Regions from separate parts of the Mus musculus genome. Here region 2 is linked to region 1. The links are chromatin contacts, called in public HiChIP or PLAC-seq maps. All regions are on one chromosome and are shown on one strand. Each heading gives the region's core, a stretch centred on a gene start, on an enhancer-like site or on the middle of the called end of the contact. The rest is flanking DNA. Distances are from core to core; before and after follow the strand shown.

Region 1 (7,868 bases), core at 5,345-7,844:
TAGCTCCCACCATCATGCTAACCCAGCACTGCGTCTGCTCCTAGGAATAAATTCATAAATGAAAACTATAAAGCCCAAGTGTCTACATTTACTCAAGAATTTCACAGCAGTGAATGTATCAGTAAATCAAAGTGTTGTCTCATGTCCTAATGTCCTCCTAAATATCAGGAGGGAGGGAGGGAGGATGGACGGACAGACTTTAAATGCGGAAATACCTTTCATGGATGCAGAGGAGAAAATGCACTAGTGGAAATCTTGAAGCTGCCTTTCTCTTGGCTAACAGACATTGAAAAGCCTCCAACCCAGGTGTGCAAGGAATTCTTGGAAACCAAGTGTCTAACTGGGGAGCAGCAAGCTCCAAACAGACGCCTGAGTCGAAGCCACCTGTCCAAGACACTCACAGACAGCCTAGGGACCTGAACAACTGCCTTAAGCCACCCATCCTTTATCCTCTTAAATGTTTCACCCTCACTGCCCTCTTTAGCCACCCAGAAGTAGCTTAGACCCAGAGTGCAAAAGTCACTGTGCACCTTAAGTCTGCAACACTCCACTCAAGAATGCAGGGACCAGCTTGTCCCCAGAGACACACAAGGTCTAAGGTACCACAGGGTCTGTTATCCACAAGACTAGCCTGGGCACACCGAGAACTCTAAATAAGGAACATAATAAAGTCAGGACAAACTGTTACCAATCCTCTCTAATCAGGTGGTCACACACCTGAAATTATTACAGACCACGTCTTCTAAGAGACATACAATCAACATTCTAGCCAACGGCACATTTAGACAATGTGAAGACAGCTAAGACCACACTTACTTGTAACAGGTAAACTCTAATCATGTAGACAAAACTCAGGCCCAGTGTCACAACCCACCGGACGGCTGTGTAGGGGGTAGACTTGTCCAGCCAGGACTGATAAATCTGTAAGGCAGAATAAAAGGCATACATTAGCCCACAATTCCCATGTACTACAAAGTGCACTTTCTGAAATAGCTAGGTTTCACTTTTAAAGACCTATTTAAAACACCAAGAGGTTATACAATATATACAGTGTATATATATATATATATATATATTATATATAGTACTATATATTATGTATCTATTATATATACACTGGGATGAAACACTGACTATAATTAATCCAAAATTTATCTGCAATAATTTCTGAAACAGATCCGATTCTTAAGCAAAAGCATTATAAAATCATCAAGCATAAAAGACTATATTACAGCATTAACCAGAAACATTATAAGTAAGATCAACTTCACCCAAAGGAAGGATATAGGCTACAGAGGAGCAAGTCCACACCTTAAACCCACTGTCGCATGGTATAACATGCACACTATAACTCATACTGTGGCATACATACTGTACCCCACATACTGTAACATGTATATTGTAACCCAGGCTGCAAAATGCACACTCTAACATGCATACTATAACCCACATACTGTAACATACATACTGCAAACTATACTGTAACACATACTATAACCCACATACTGTAACCCACACTGTAACAAACTGTGACACAATACTGTAACCCAGATGCTATAACCCATACTACAACTGTAACATACTGTGACTCAATACTGTAACCCACATACTGTAAGCCCAGATGCTATAACCCATATTGTAACCTGCATACTGTAACACATATACTGTATCCCATGTATCCACACACATGGGTCAAATCCTACCCAAAACCTATTTTCCCAAAGGATCTCTCTGAGCCCCAGATTTGACTCTTAAGTCTCCAGGACCTTGCACTTGCCCAGCAGGCCCACATTGTCCTTGCCTGTCTTCAAAGTGGCTGGTCACAGGTTGACTGTTGGCAGCCAAACCGTGCATTTACACATACCAAAGCTATAGTCATTACTATGGAAACGCTTGGTTTTTCTATAAACACACACACTTCATGTGCACATAGATATGTTTTACATCTTAACTCTGAAATATAACTTTATGTTTTAATTATAAGCATTTTTAAACATTCATGATTACATGAAGTGTGCCTACCCACCAAACAGCTTCAATAATTATCAACAGATTGCTGTATGTTACTTTCTTAAAAGCATGGCAAGTTTTTAACTGAACCATAGTATCAGCTCACTGAGTCAGACTTGCAGACAGTGAGTGTGTGAGGCAGCTCAAGTACAGCCATACATAGTGACCTACTTCTACCTGGGCCAGCATCAGAGTCTCCCACAGAGCAACACCCAACAAACACCTGAGGGCAAAAGAAGGCTGAGGTTTACCAGAATGCGGGTGTCAGGTTGAGGAAAAGGAGGAGTGGAAAGAGAAGATCAAGGACCACTGTTGTCTACACCATCGAGATAAAAGGATTTTAGTTTAAAGAAGGAGGGGAAGGAGGAGGAGCAGGAGGAGGAGGGGGGAAGGAAAAGGAGGAGCAGAAGGGGAGGGGGAGGGAGAAGAGCAGCAGCAGCAGCAGCAACAAAACAGAAACAGGAAGAGAAGTCTCCAGTGTCCAGACCCCTCTACCTGACCGTTTCCTGGAACATGTGTACTCATGGCAAAGAAACCAGCCAAGGCCTGAAAGCGAAAGCTTCTGCCCAGGGCAAGCTGTAGGCGAGCTTCTCTCTCACCCTTCAGGAGAATCTATCTGTCAGGACACACAGCTTCCCTTCCAAATAGTTCTAATGATCTACAAATCTACTCACCTGTCCAAGCCGTGAGAAAAATCTGTACACCACCGAGGGCTTCCCATGGACAGAGTCTCCAACACTGTCCCCTTCAGACATTCTGTAACTGAGATAAATACAAAATTCTTTTAAAAATAAATAAAAAGCATTCAGGGATATGAAAACGTTCCCCTCTACTGACCAGTCTGTCAAGAACTTTTTATGACTTGACATTTCATCCAAAGCATCTCTTTGGGTTTTCACCAAGCACCCAGTCCTCCTGTTCTGTCCTGGATCTATACTCCAGGGCCAGGCCCTCTCCCCATCACCAGGACTAGCAGGCAGTCCATCTATCCGCGACCCTGTTTCTTATCTAGCAACTGTGAAGGTGACCCTATCTGCCCCTAGCCATTTCCAATGCTGCACGGATCCCAGGCAGAATTCACTGTAAAACCCAGACAGCCAAGAAAACCATCATTACCCTTGATTTCACAGAGGACAGACCTCAGCAGTGCTAGGCCTGGCAGCAGCTCAGGTCCAGCTTGGTATCCAGCTCTTCAGATATAGACTCAGGGAAACTGCTAAGTGATGGGACCTCTGTCATCAGTCCTACTTGAGAAGCAGGAGGGGAAAATCTTGTGGTCCTGGTCCTCTCAAGTCTATGAGCAGTGCCTGTCCCAGGTCCCTCTGCTACCCACAGGGTGAAGAGGAGAAACAAACTGTAGTTCAAGTATGACTTAAATCTACTTGTGCTGAGCAGCTGAAAGGCCTTCAACACCCTCTCTAGCCACAGTCAGCCTGAGGTTCACCATGTGCAAAATGATGCTCTTCTAAAGGCAGACACACAGGCAGCCTTCAACTGCAGCCAAGCCCTGAGCTTGGTCTTAATGCTCCCAAAGCAGGTAGGAAACCAGGCTCACAAATGCTGCAGTGTGGCGGCAGCAGGAGAGATCCAACACCTCCAGCCCACCCTGCCTCAGCCCTGGGGTCCTTTGGAACCAGATATAAGTGGCCACATAATGTGACAACCTTCGCAGCACCCACAGAACTCAGTCTCAAGTCTGCAGTAAGAGTTGCCAGTGTGCTGCCACTTCCTGGGTCCACTGAGTACAGTGCTCAGAGCTGCCCAGGAGAATGAGAACGCCCTTTGGCCTCAGGTGTGTGCATAAACGAAATGCTCACAATTTAACTGAAGAACCTAGTTGTGGCTCCCCCTATCTGGGGGACTCCACATTTAAATAGAGGCCACATTAGAGTATACTACCTAGAATGGCCATTCCACTTAGGCCAAAGCCCAACTGTGTTAGTCAAATTCTTTACCCTATAGTATACGAAAATGTCCCATTATTTTACAGGGATTTTTAAAACACTTTTGTGCCAGGCGTGGTGGCGCACGCCTTTAATCCTAGCACATGGGAAGCAGAGGCAGGCGGATTTCTGAGTGAGGCCAGCCTGGTCTACAAAGTGAGTTCCAGGATAGCCAGGGCTATACAGACAAACCCTGTCTCGGAACCCCCCCCAAAAAAACAAACAAACAAACAAAAAAACTTTTGCTTAAATTGAGACAAGAGTAGTATTAAAAGGAAAATACTAGGCCTGGTGGCACACACCTTTAGTCCCAGTTCAGGAGGCAGAGGCAGGTGAGTTGAAGTCAGCCTGGTCTATATAGTGAGTTACAGACCAACCCATCTACACAGTGAGGCCATTTTAAAGAAAAAACGATGGAGCTGCTCCTTTAAAGTCTGTACTCTAAGCTGATCTTAAAACTCTGTTTCAGATGATGCGTAGAAAGCCTACCTAGAACACATTAGTCAAGTTTTGATTATCAGACAAACATTGCTCTACATCTTGATTAAACTCACTGCCAATAACAACCCGAGAGAGGCAGCATAGAGATTAAGAATGTGAACTTTGGAGTCCCACTGCCGGCTTCAAATCCCAGCACTGCACTTCCTAGCAGTGTGATCTGGGACAGCCACTGAGGAATGCCTGGGGTTCGGACCTGGAAAACGGGGCGAGCACCTCAGTGCCTTCCTCAAAGGGTTCTCATGAGGATCTACCGGCAGCCTGTGGTGAACCAAGTGCCAGCCCTCAATGTTTCAGACTTGTTCCTGGGTTAGGGCAGCCCTCATACCAGCTGTTCTAGCTGCAATCCTCTTCTCTCCATTCAGACTAAAGGTCAGAGAGGCCCTCCATGCTGTCCACAATGACCACCGTTTCCACGTTTCCATGTCACGTCACTGTTTGCATTTTCTGTAACAACTGTTTTCCAATCCCTTTCTAGTAATCTCTCAATCTCCTCTCACCGGAATGCACGCTCCTCCCTGAGGGACCTTGATTTGTTTTAGGATGGGCCTCACGACCTACAGTGCTTGTCACATATCTACTGAAATTGCTCTATGCTCTGTCACAAAAAAAAAAAAAACAAGACAAAAACTGTTCTAAGGGGGACAAGTACCACACACAGAACATTACCCCCGTGTTCTGGAGCCCATCATTTGTCTAGTTTCTGCAATCCATCACTCCTAAATTAGTAATACACCACAGAGAAGAAAGCGCTCTGCACAGCATCTGGGGGTCGCTGCCTCTTGCACCTGCATGCCTCAAGAGTTGTTCCCTGTCAACCCTTCCAGACCCTGCCCCTCTGAGTCCTTCCCTCTCTGGGCCCCTCTCACCTTTGGGGGTGGGGTGGGAAATGATCATCTTGGATCATCCCCAGCCCTTTCTCTATGTTCTACCTCCACCGCAACCAGTTCCCCAACACACAACCTGGATCTAAGGGGCTGAGTATGGGTTTACTGATGCTCTTCTGAGCACCTTAATGAGGGTTAAAAAAAAAAAAAAAACTCACATCAAAAAAACAGGCAGTTCCAAGACGTATAACTAGTCTCTAAGTCTTCCCCCCGCCCCCAACAGGGTTGCTCCATGTAGACCAGGCTAGCCTCAAACTCACAGCCTCTGCCTCACATAAAGGCGTGCACCACCACCTCCTGGATAGTATCTGTTATTAAGAACTAAGAAAGAAAAGCCACTGGGGGTTCTCAATGTGGAAGTATGAAGCCCTCTTGCACTGATACCCTGCTAAGGGAGACAATGTAGCCTTATCTGCTCCACGCTGGAAGTACAGCCTGGAGGGCTGGACATTTTACTGCCTTAATGTCACCATATAATCTAGACCCATTTAACCAGCACCCCTTCGATCCATTCAGTAACTGTCTTCGCGCTCGGGCTTAATTCCTACACGTGTGCCCCGAAACTGAACACGGTAGTGGGGTAGCAAGAGGACACCTAACACATGCCGCCTGGATCTGTGCAGGCAACAACAGGCCACCTTCCTCCACGACCTGGGGCCGGGGGGTCGGGGCGGCGCGCGAGCCGCGGCGGGCAGCGCTCAGCAGTCCCCTCGCGCACCCCTCTCGGAGATCGGCCCGCCCCTGGCAACCCCTCGCCAGGCTCAAAGGCGCTGCCCGGCCCCGCCCGCCCGCCGCCCGCCGGCTCGCCCGTGGCCTTGACAGCCCAGAGGAAGGCGGTGGTGTGCCGCCCGACCAGGTCCGCGCCACCAGCCCACCCCCAGCACCTCGCAGCTCCGGTGCAGCCGAGCCGCGGTCTCCCTCACGGCTGCGGAAGGAGGATGGCGGGCAGGGCGGCCGCCAGAGCTCGGCTCCGGATCCGGGAAGCTGCACAGGCACTTCCGTTCCGTCCCGCGGCGCCTCCAGCCGCCAAGATGGCCGCGGGGCGGGGCCCAAGCTCCAACCATTTCCGCTTCCGGTATGGACGCAGAGGCCGTTGGCGGGAGCGCTTCCCGGCGGAAGGACGGGGTTGGCGGAAACGTGCCGTGGTGCACAGGCGCATTGACGTCCTCAGGCTCCGGATCCGGCGCCGCTGCTTCGGATGTTATGGTCTCCTGGCCACGCCCCATGGCAACCGGAGGCCAATGGAAGGCAGCTTTATGGTTGCTAGGGAAACTTTGGCGGCAAGATGGAGGCAGCTGGCGATCCCTACCAGGCTTCGCTCCAGCCGCGTCGGCACTCGCCGAGACTGCCGCCGCGAAACGGTACGGGCTGCGTCTCCCCGCTGGAGCTCCGTCGCGTTCGCGTGCTCCACAGGCGTGGTCCAGGCTGCAGGCTCACGGCCAGCCGACCCTGCGTCAGGGGGGGCAGGTAGAGCTGAGGTCAGGCTGGCTGGGTGAGCACACGAGGTTCGCCCAATGCAGTCTGATGAAAAGTTGTTCTAAAACCGGAGAAACAGGATCGATATGAGGTCAGAGTCCATGCTAGTGCCACTGTCTTCCCGTCCCAGGCTGCGACTTGCTGGCAAGAAAGCAGTGGGGTTGCTTATCCATCTCAGGAACTGAGAGATGGGTGTTGGGTGTGATGTCTCAGAGCTGGCTGCGTGATAAAAGATGAGGCAGCCAGGAGTAATTAGGAGTGAGTGTGGATTTTTGTCCCGTGGGGACAGGAGGATAGTGACGGTCCTGGCAGGGTGGGCTCTTTGCTGTATCCTCACGGAGCTTGTTGACTGCTTCCGTGCCCTCACCGCCTCCTCTTAAAGAGCCTACAATCAGCTTTTGTCTTAGCCCTCCTCTGGCCAGGCCTGCCTTTCCCTCAGTACTATCCATGTAACAAAACCCAAGCAAGGGAGAGGGAGCACCCATCTTGAGCAATTAACCATCCTGTCATGTTCAAGAGACTGATGAGAAATGACCTGCAGACTACTCCAGACCCTGAGCTGCCCCATCTCTGTGTCTGTTGATGGCAAACCATTGCTATGTTCATCTTCTTTTCCGAACACAGGCTATGGCGTATATGTATACCCAAATTCTTTCTTCCGCTATGAAGGAGAATGGAAGGGAGGCAAGAAACACGGTAAGAAGCCTGTGATCATTGCAGAGCTCATTCCAGAGCCAGATTCCTGAGAAAAGGTGTGGGAGGCAGTCAGTCTTGTACCAAGCATAGCCTGGTACTGCGCCTGCACACTGGGACTACCACTTGGACCCAGTCATGGTGGAACCAATGTAAGACCAATTCTTGTAGGCTTGGAGGTCATCACATGCTGGTGGGTGGTGGAACTATTGGTGGGAGGGAAAGAGTGGGGCAGTAGACCCAGAGTGTCACACACAAACACCATCATGGCGTCCTGCATGCTTGTTATTGGACATCCAGGCCTCTAATCATCAGCCTTAGTGTCTCTGTATTCAAAAAAAAAAAAAAAAAAAAAAAAGGT
Region 2 (7,776 bases), core at 2,589-5,088, 700 kb after region 1:
ACAATAAGAAGCAACCAGCATATTGAAGGGAACTGATAGGAAAATAAAGAGTTCTCTGAACACAGGACAGAGAGACATGCTGGGGTGCAGAGAGGGGAAGGGGCGAGTACTCTGTATTGAGGGCCATGAGCTAGTGCCATAAGGGAACCTAAGATGACTGGTTGTTTTTGTCTCTGGACAAGACTATTAAAGTTAGTGCCTGCCTTAGGTTTCTATTGCTTTGATAAAACATCAGGATCAAAGGGCTGGAGAGATAGCTCGGTAGTAGCTGCTCTTCCAGAGGACCAGGGTTCAATTCCCATCACTCACGTGGCAGCTTACAACTGTCTGTAATTCCAGATCCAGGGGATCTGACACCTTCACACAGACATGAATGCAGGCAAAGCCACCAATGTATATTAAATAAAATAAATTATTTAAAAACAAACAAACAAATAAAAAAAAACTCAAGACCAACCAACCGAGCAGTGGCACACACATTTAATCTCAGCCTTTGGGAGGCAGAGGCAGGTAGATTTTTGTGAGTTCAAGACCAGCCTGGTCTACAGAGTAAGTTCCAGCATAGCAAAGGCTACACAGAGAAACCCTGACTTAAAAATAAACAGATAGGGGCTGGAGAGATGGCTCAGTGGTTAAGAGTGCTGACTGCTCTTCCAGAGGTCCTGAGTTCAATTCCCAGCAACCACATGGTGGCTCACAACCATTTGTAATGAGATCTGATGCCCTCTTCTGGTGTGTCTGATGACAGCTACAGTGTACCCATATAAATAAATAAATACATCTTTAAAAACAAAACAAAACAGATAGATAGGCAGGCCGGCAAACAGACAAAAGACAACCCATCATGACAGGTTTATGTCATCTTACATTTCCCAGATCTCACTACACTAAAAGTAGTCAGGGCAAGAACTCAAGGCAAGAACCTGGAGGCAGGAATTGAAGCAGAACCTTACAACCAAAACAGATCTGGAGGGCTCACTCAGTAGTAGAAGTAGTAGAATTTCTGTTTTAAAATTAAAATGTTCAAGGCTTAACCCTGGATGGTAGCACACACCTTTATTCCTAGTACTTGGGGGTGGGGAGTGGGGCAGAGACAGGCAGATTCCCTGAGTTCAAGGCTAGCCTGGTCTACAAATAAAATTCAAAAATAATAATTTTAAAAATACTTTAAATTTTAAAAATATATCCACAGCTAAGGCTATAGCTCAGTGGTAGAGTGCTTGCCTAACATTTATAAGTCCATCCCAGGACTACTAAAAATAAAAAGAAATAAGATATTCTATAAAAATAAAAAGAAACAAGATATTCTAGTTCTAGTATGTACGAGTCCCAGGAAGAGGAGAAGATAGGAGACAGGGAGGGAAAGGAGAATGATAATTTATGCGTAAGTAGGAACATGTTAGTCAAACTGTAGCATGCCAAATACAAAGATAAATCTTAACATTACCCACATTGTAAAATGAGCTCGTATTCTGCCACTTGTCTCAAAAGAAAGACCCCTGGTCAGAGAATGAGCTCCAGTTCTAGATATGCGCTGATACCTGACCCCGAATGCAAGCTGAGTGCTAGGAGCTGGAGAGATGGCTCAGGGTCCTTTAGAAGACAGCTGGCTGCTCTTCCAGAGGACCCAGGTTGCAGTCCTAGAACCCACATTGCAGCTCGCACCTGCCGGTAACTGCAGTTCGAGGGCTTGTGACACCCCCACATAGATACACATGCAGGCAAAACATCAATACACACACGCACAAAAATAAATAAATAAAAATAAATTACATATTAACAACGACACGCCGATCCTGCACTTACACTGAATCACTGATCCCAGATCCTATCTCAAACCTGATCCGGGCAATAGTTTGACCATGGACCCAACTGATCTTTTGTCCTGTACAAGGTCAAGACCTTGGAGGACTCAGCTGATCCCGCAAGTTGAGCCATGACGTCTGGTTGCTACTGGCTACACCGGAGCTTCTAGAATTATGCGTGGTTGGGGGGGGGGATTCAGAGATAGCTGCCAAGTCGGCTGCTGACCACAGAATTGGGTGGAAGACATAATATGCTTTTCTGCTTTTCTTGAAGGGACACCCTTTCTCCCTCTTCTGAGGGACCCTGTTGCCATCTCCTGGCGACTTCGAGCACTGCTCTCAGAGCCCCAAAGCAGCCGCCCGAGTCATCCACTTTACGGGGGTCGAGGGACCTGGGAGGCTCTTGACGCGCAGAGACCTTGAGGCGTCAGACCCAAGCACAGAGTTGTTTGTCCTCGTCCGGGTGGCCGTCGGCCAGATCTCCGCTGCTCCTGGGCGGGCGGCGCGGAGCCGGGGTCCTCGCGGGATCAGGCAGCGCAGGGCGTAGTCGCCGGACCAGGAGGGAGCGCGCGGCGGCGGCGAGCACCACGAGCGGCGGCAGGGAGAGCAATCCGAACACAATGAGCGCCGCGGAGCCGCGGTCCGAGAGCAGCGCTCGGCACCGTGGACCCGGAGCCGGATGAACCTGTGGACAGTGGAGGCGTGCAGTCAGGCGGGGAGGCCCCAGAGCAGCGCAGGGGTGAGGGAGGTCCTGGGCCCCGAGCTCAGGGCAGAGTCCAGAAAGAAAAGCGTAAGGCTGGGAGGCCTGCCTGGAGGTGGAGCCTGGACAGAAATGCGAGAACAGAACCAAGAGTGTGTGTTCGGGGATTCCTTAAGGAAAGGCCAGAGAACCTCCCTGGCTCTCCCAACCCAGTTTTCCTGTCCCCATATGAGCTTCCTTCCATGCCCCTTACCTGTTGACAGCTGATATGGCTCCATCTGGACTGTCACCCAGCTAGCATCGTTTCTCTCTATCAGCTTCAGAAAGGGGATATAGGGGTCGTCTATGTATAGGTCAAGCCTTAGATGAGCGGAAGCCTAACCAAGGTCAAGAGGGTTCAGGGAAGGGCTGTGGGGGGGAGGAGGTGGGGGGGAGGAGGTGGGGGGGAGGAGTATGAGGAGTGGAGAAGCACTGAGGACGGGTGAATCTGACAATTTCTTTTCCTATCTCCACATCAACCTCACTGACCAGGCCCTAGTACCTCCTGGTACAAAGCTAAGAGGCCTGGGGGGGGGGGGCGGGGGGGGGGAAGCAAGACAGCTGTTCACCGAGTAACAAAGAGACTTTCTTTGACTGCAGCTGGCAGGGATGTTGGCATAACAGGAGGATGCATATATCTCTGGTTACAAAGGGGCAAGGCTAGAAGGGGGTAGATTCACCTTCAACCCCAAGGACTTGAACCTCCACAGAACTCTCACTTCCCCACTTCCCGGGGACTAACCAATGGCTACTGCTCACCCTTGAGTGACACAGGAATCCCAGGTAGACAACGGCAGCTGCTGGTAGCAACACCAGCAGGAAGACTGTTCCAGGTAGCAGCAGATGAAGCAGGAACCCAACTAGAGCCCGGCCAGACAGCACCAGGGTCCCGAGGCCTCGGGTGGCCAGGATAGGAGCCAGGACTGAGATGTGGTAATCAGTAGGCCTTCTTCGGGGTAGCATGGGTGCTGTGTCTGAGGCAACGCCTTCATCCTCTTCTGTCTCCCTTTCCTGCTCACTCATGTCGTGCCGCGGGGCTTGAAGGATGTTCCCCCAAGATCACAGTGGTAGGCAGCAGGCCTAATCCCCCTCCTCCAACCACCCTAGGCCCAGACTAGAGAGCCTTTTACCCTCCCCAGATTCAGTTCACATCTAGATCCTCGCCATCAGAGAGTAGACTCTCATCCAGTTTAATCTAGCACTGAATATCAGTCTCCAGGGCTACACCTCTGCCACAGTTTCCCCTGCTACCTTGTTGGGCCTCTTTACCAGGCAAAGGCAGGCAGCGCCTATGTGCTCGGCTCAGGTCTTACAGAGCTCTTCCCATCTGAGCACTGGGGCCCTCCTTTCTCTCAGCCCATCTCCCAGTTCTCCCAAACAATGGCTTCATTTCACAGATCTTGGCGATGACAGAAGCTCTATCAATAGCTGCCATTTAGGGACGAACTATTAACTCATTTCCCAGTACTAGCCCCTGCACTTCCCCTTATCTGACACCAGGTGACTTCATGTTGTGGAGTGATTCACAGCATGACAGGGTTGTACAGTTAGTAGTGCTTAAGGTAGTACCCGGCACAGAGTGGATACCTAATTAACAGCAGTTGCAGTTGCTCTGTACTAAATCCAATCAATCATGGAAGTATACAACAAGCCTTTCAGATGATGGGAGCATATAGTCCACTGAAAACTCCAGCCCTCTTCTGGTCTTCATAGGCACTAGGGATGCTTGTAGTGCACATACATACATACATACATACATACATACATACATTTGGGCAAAATGTTCATACCCATAAAGTAAAATAAATACATCCAAAAAATTTTAAGTGTTGTAAATTATCTCCTTACTAAGCACACATTCTTGTAATTTACACACACACACACACACACACACACACACACACACACACACACACACATATCCTCTTCCACTATGGCTAGACAAGGCAGCCCAGTTAGGGGAACAGGATCTACAGGCAGGGAACAGAGTCAGGTAAGCCCCAGCTCTGGTTGTCAGAGAACTCCCATAACAAACCACAACCACCAGCAACCAGCCAACAACCCACCGCACCTCTCAAGGCCCTAACATTTCTATACTCTGTGAAAAGTCCCCAGAATTACAAACATCACACAATCACAGAAATTATCCGCACCTGGCAAAATCACACCTGTTAGAGAACAAGACAAATGATAGCCATCTCCTGTGCACAGTCCAAAGCAGCTCCATATCCCTATGCCTAGAATCAAAATGAAAACACTACCTTATAATATTTCTGTGTTTTTCAAGGAAACCAAAACTCCAAAATTGTCAGTACAGGTTGTGAGTCACCTTGTAGGTGCTGAGAATCTAGCCATGGTCTTCTGTAAGAGTAACAAGTGTTCCTAACTGCTGAGCCATTTCTCTAGGCTCTGACATTTATTTTTGTTTTTGTTTTGTTTTGTTTTGTTTTGTTTTTTTGAAACAGGGTTTCTCTATATAGCCCTGTCTGTCCTGGAACTCACTTTGTAGACCAGGCTGGCCTCAAACTCAGAAATCCACCTGCCTCTGCCTCCCAAGTGCTGGGATTAAAGGCATGTGCCACCACTGCCCGGCCTATATTTCTGTTTTTTAAAGGAACGAATATTCTCACTACACATCCCACTATGAATGTTTATGTCAGTCCAGATCTTTGCTTCTTGTTGGCTAGCCTATGAAACGTACTTTTAAGGAGCTGGGATTAAAGGCATGCGCCACCATGCCCGGCTCGACATTTTATTTTTGATTATGTGTGTATGTGTATCTATATGTGGGTATGTGCACATACGCAGGAGAGTCCTCAGAGGCCAGAAGTGGGAGTCAAAGCTGGGCATGGTAGTACTACACACTTTCTATCCCAGCAGTTGGGAGGCAGAGGCAGGCAGAGCTTTATAAATTCCATGTCAAATGACATAGTGAGTTCTAGGCTAGCTAAGGCTATATAGTGAGATACATACTGGGACTCTATCTTAGAAGAAGAAGAAGAAGAAGAAGAAGAAGAAGAAGAAGAAGAAGAAGAAGAAGAAGAAGAAGAAGAAGAAGAAGAAGAAGAAGGAAGAAGAAGAAGAAGAAGAAGAAGAAGAAGAAGAAGAAGAAGAAGAAGAAGAAGAAGAAGAAGGAAGAAGAAGAAGAAGAAGAAGAAGCAGAAGAAGAAGAAGAAGAAGAAGAAAGAAGAAGAAGAAGAAAGAAGAAGAAGAAGAAGAAGAAGAAGAAGAAGAAAGAAGAAGAAGAAGAAGAAGAAGAAGAGAAAGAAAGAAAGAAAGAAAGAGAGAAAAGAAAAGAAAAGAAAAGAAAAGAAAAGAAAAGAAAAGAAAAGAAAAGAAAAGAAGAAAGAAAAGGAAGTAGTAGTAGGAGGAGGAGCCAGATCCCTTGGGACTGAAGTTACACGTGGCTCTGAGATGCCCAGTGTGGGCGCTGGGAATTGAACTTAGATCCACTGTAAGAGCAGTACATACTTGGTTTGATTTTTAGTACTCGTGATAGGTGGCTCCAGCTCCAGGGGATCTGATATATACTTTTGGCTCTGAGGGTACTCACATTGAAGTGCACACTCGGAAACACACACACACACAATTTATTTATGTGCATCTGTGTGAATGTGTAAGTCATAAATGCTAGGCCCCACTTTTATGGCCTGAATTAACCTTAGTTATCAAAGTCCCCACCTGCCAATATCAGCAACAAATATTTTTAGAAAGTATGTTTTTCAGGATAAAAGTGAATTAAAAATAATTCATTCATTTAAAAAAATGAAAGGAAAGAAGTTTTGAATGTGAACTTTGGGAAGACACATTCAAACTGCAGAATTGTTCCAGGAATTGTTTTAGGCTTTTTGGTTTCAAAGGAAGGGCTGCAATATGCTTGTGAACGATGCGGCTTTCCTGATAGCTTGGCATGGCTCCACCAAGGAAGAGGCCACAGAAGGTCTAGAAAGATAGGGAACCTGTGACAGGCCAAGGGAACCTGGCATAAACAGAATTACAGCCTCCCTGGATCCAATCTGATAGGGGCCTTTCCATCCTCCCATCTCCCCACGCCATGAAGCTGCCTCATGAAGGTAGCTTTCAGCCACAGGGGGCTTGATTCACTCCAGTGTCATCCTGTGTGGGGAAGGGGTGCTAGGAGCTGACGCCTCAGTTTTTCCCTGTGATTGGACTTTGGCTACTTTGTGGGTTCTTTTTCTCCCACCCTTCTCTACTAAATAAGAGAGAAAGAAAGATAGAGGAGAAAGGGAGCAAATGGTATCATTAGACGACTTTCTGCTGACTAGGGGGCGTCGAATTGTTGGGGCAAGTTTGATCTTCAATGTCCTGATATCTAATTTCTTCTTGTTTCTTCTTTGGGAATGACTACTGTGATGGTTTGTATATGCTTGGCCCAGGGAGTGGCACTATTAGAAGATGTGTCCCTGTTGGAGTGGGTGTGGCCTTGTTGGAGTAGGTGTGTCACTGTGGGTGTGGGCGTTAAGATCCTCATCCTAGCTGCTTGGAAGCCAGTCTTCTGCTAGCAGCCTTCAGATGAAGATGTAGAATTCTCAGCTCCTGGGTGCTGCCATGTTCCTGCCTTGATGATAATGGACAGAACCTCTGAACCTGTAAGCCAGCCCCAATTAAATGTGGTCCTTATGAGAGTTGCCTTGGTCATGGTGTCTGTTCATAGCAGTAAAACCCTATCTAAGACAATTACTTAACAAACAACAACCCAACAACAACCAACAACAATGCTTCTCAGAGCTCATTTATACACGCTCTGAAAAGTTCCCAGAATTCCAAATGTCACACAATTGCAGGAACTATCTGCAGCTGGCAAAACCACACCTCTGTTAGACCACAATGCAAATCACAGTTAGCTGCTGTGGGCAATGTGAAGAAGTTCCATATCCCACAACTGGGGTTAAAAAATAAAACAATATATTTCTGGGTTTGTTGTTGTTTTTTGTTTAGTTTTTGTTTTTGTTTTGTTTTGTTTTTTGTTTTTCAGGAGAGGGTTTCTCTGTGTAGCCCTGGCTGTCCTGGAACTCACTCTGTAGACCAGGCTGGCCTTGAACTCAGAAATCCACCTGCCTCTGCCTCCCAAGTGCTGGGATTAAAGGCATGTGCCACCACTGCCCGGCCTATATTTCTTTTTTAAAGGAATGAATATTCTCACTACACATCCCACTATGAATGTTTATGTCGGTCCAGATCTTTGCTTCTTGTTGGCTAGCCTATGAAACG

Evidence for each region. HiChIP or PLAC-seq counts read pairs in DNA pulled down with a chosen protein or histone mark.
Region 2: a contact with region 1 is called in an H3K4me3 HiChIP or PLAC-seq map of bone marrow-derived macrophages, with 2.8 times the contacts expected there. The contact joins the promoter of Tmem88b here to the promoter of Morn1 in region 1. A contact is called at or near these places in 1 of 39 promoter capture datasets (liver), 1 of 15 datasets of contacts at CTCF or cohesin (embryonic stem cells) and 2 of 115 datasets of contacts at active chromatin or transcription factors (bone marrow-derived macrophages and memory CD8 T cells).

Annotation. Positions count from the first base shown.
Region 1 is chr4:155,079,983-155,087,850 of GRCm38.p6, forward strand. Morn1 (MORN repeat containing 1) reads left to right here and starts at 6,595. Exons shown (of 14, transcript NM_001081100.1): 1 at 6,595-6,699; 2 at 7,439-7,510. The coding sequence starts at 6,624. It overlaps Rer1 (retention in endoplasmic reticulum sorting receptor 1), which reads right to left and starts at 6,371. Exons shown (of 7, transcript NM_026395.2): 1 at 6,223-6,371; 2 at 2,685-2,772; 3 at 817-921. The coding sequence starts at 2,765.
Region 2 is chr4:155,782,036-155,789,811 of GRCm38.p6, forward strand. It overlaps Tmem88b (transmembrane protein 88B), which reads right to left and starts at 3,839. Exons shown (of 2, transcript NM_001033394.3): 1 at 3,304-3,839; 2 at 1-2,490. The coding sequence starts at 3,567. The coding sequence ends at 2,233.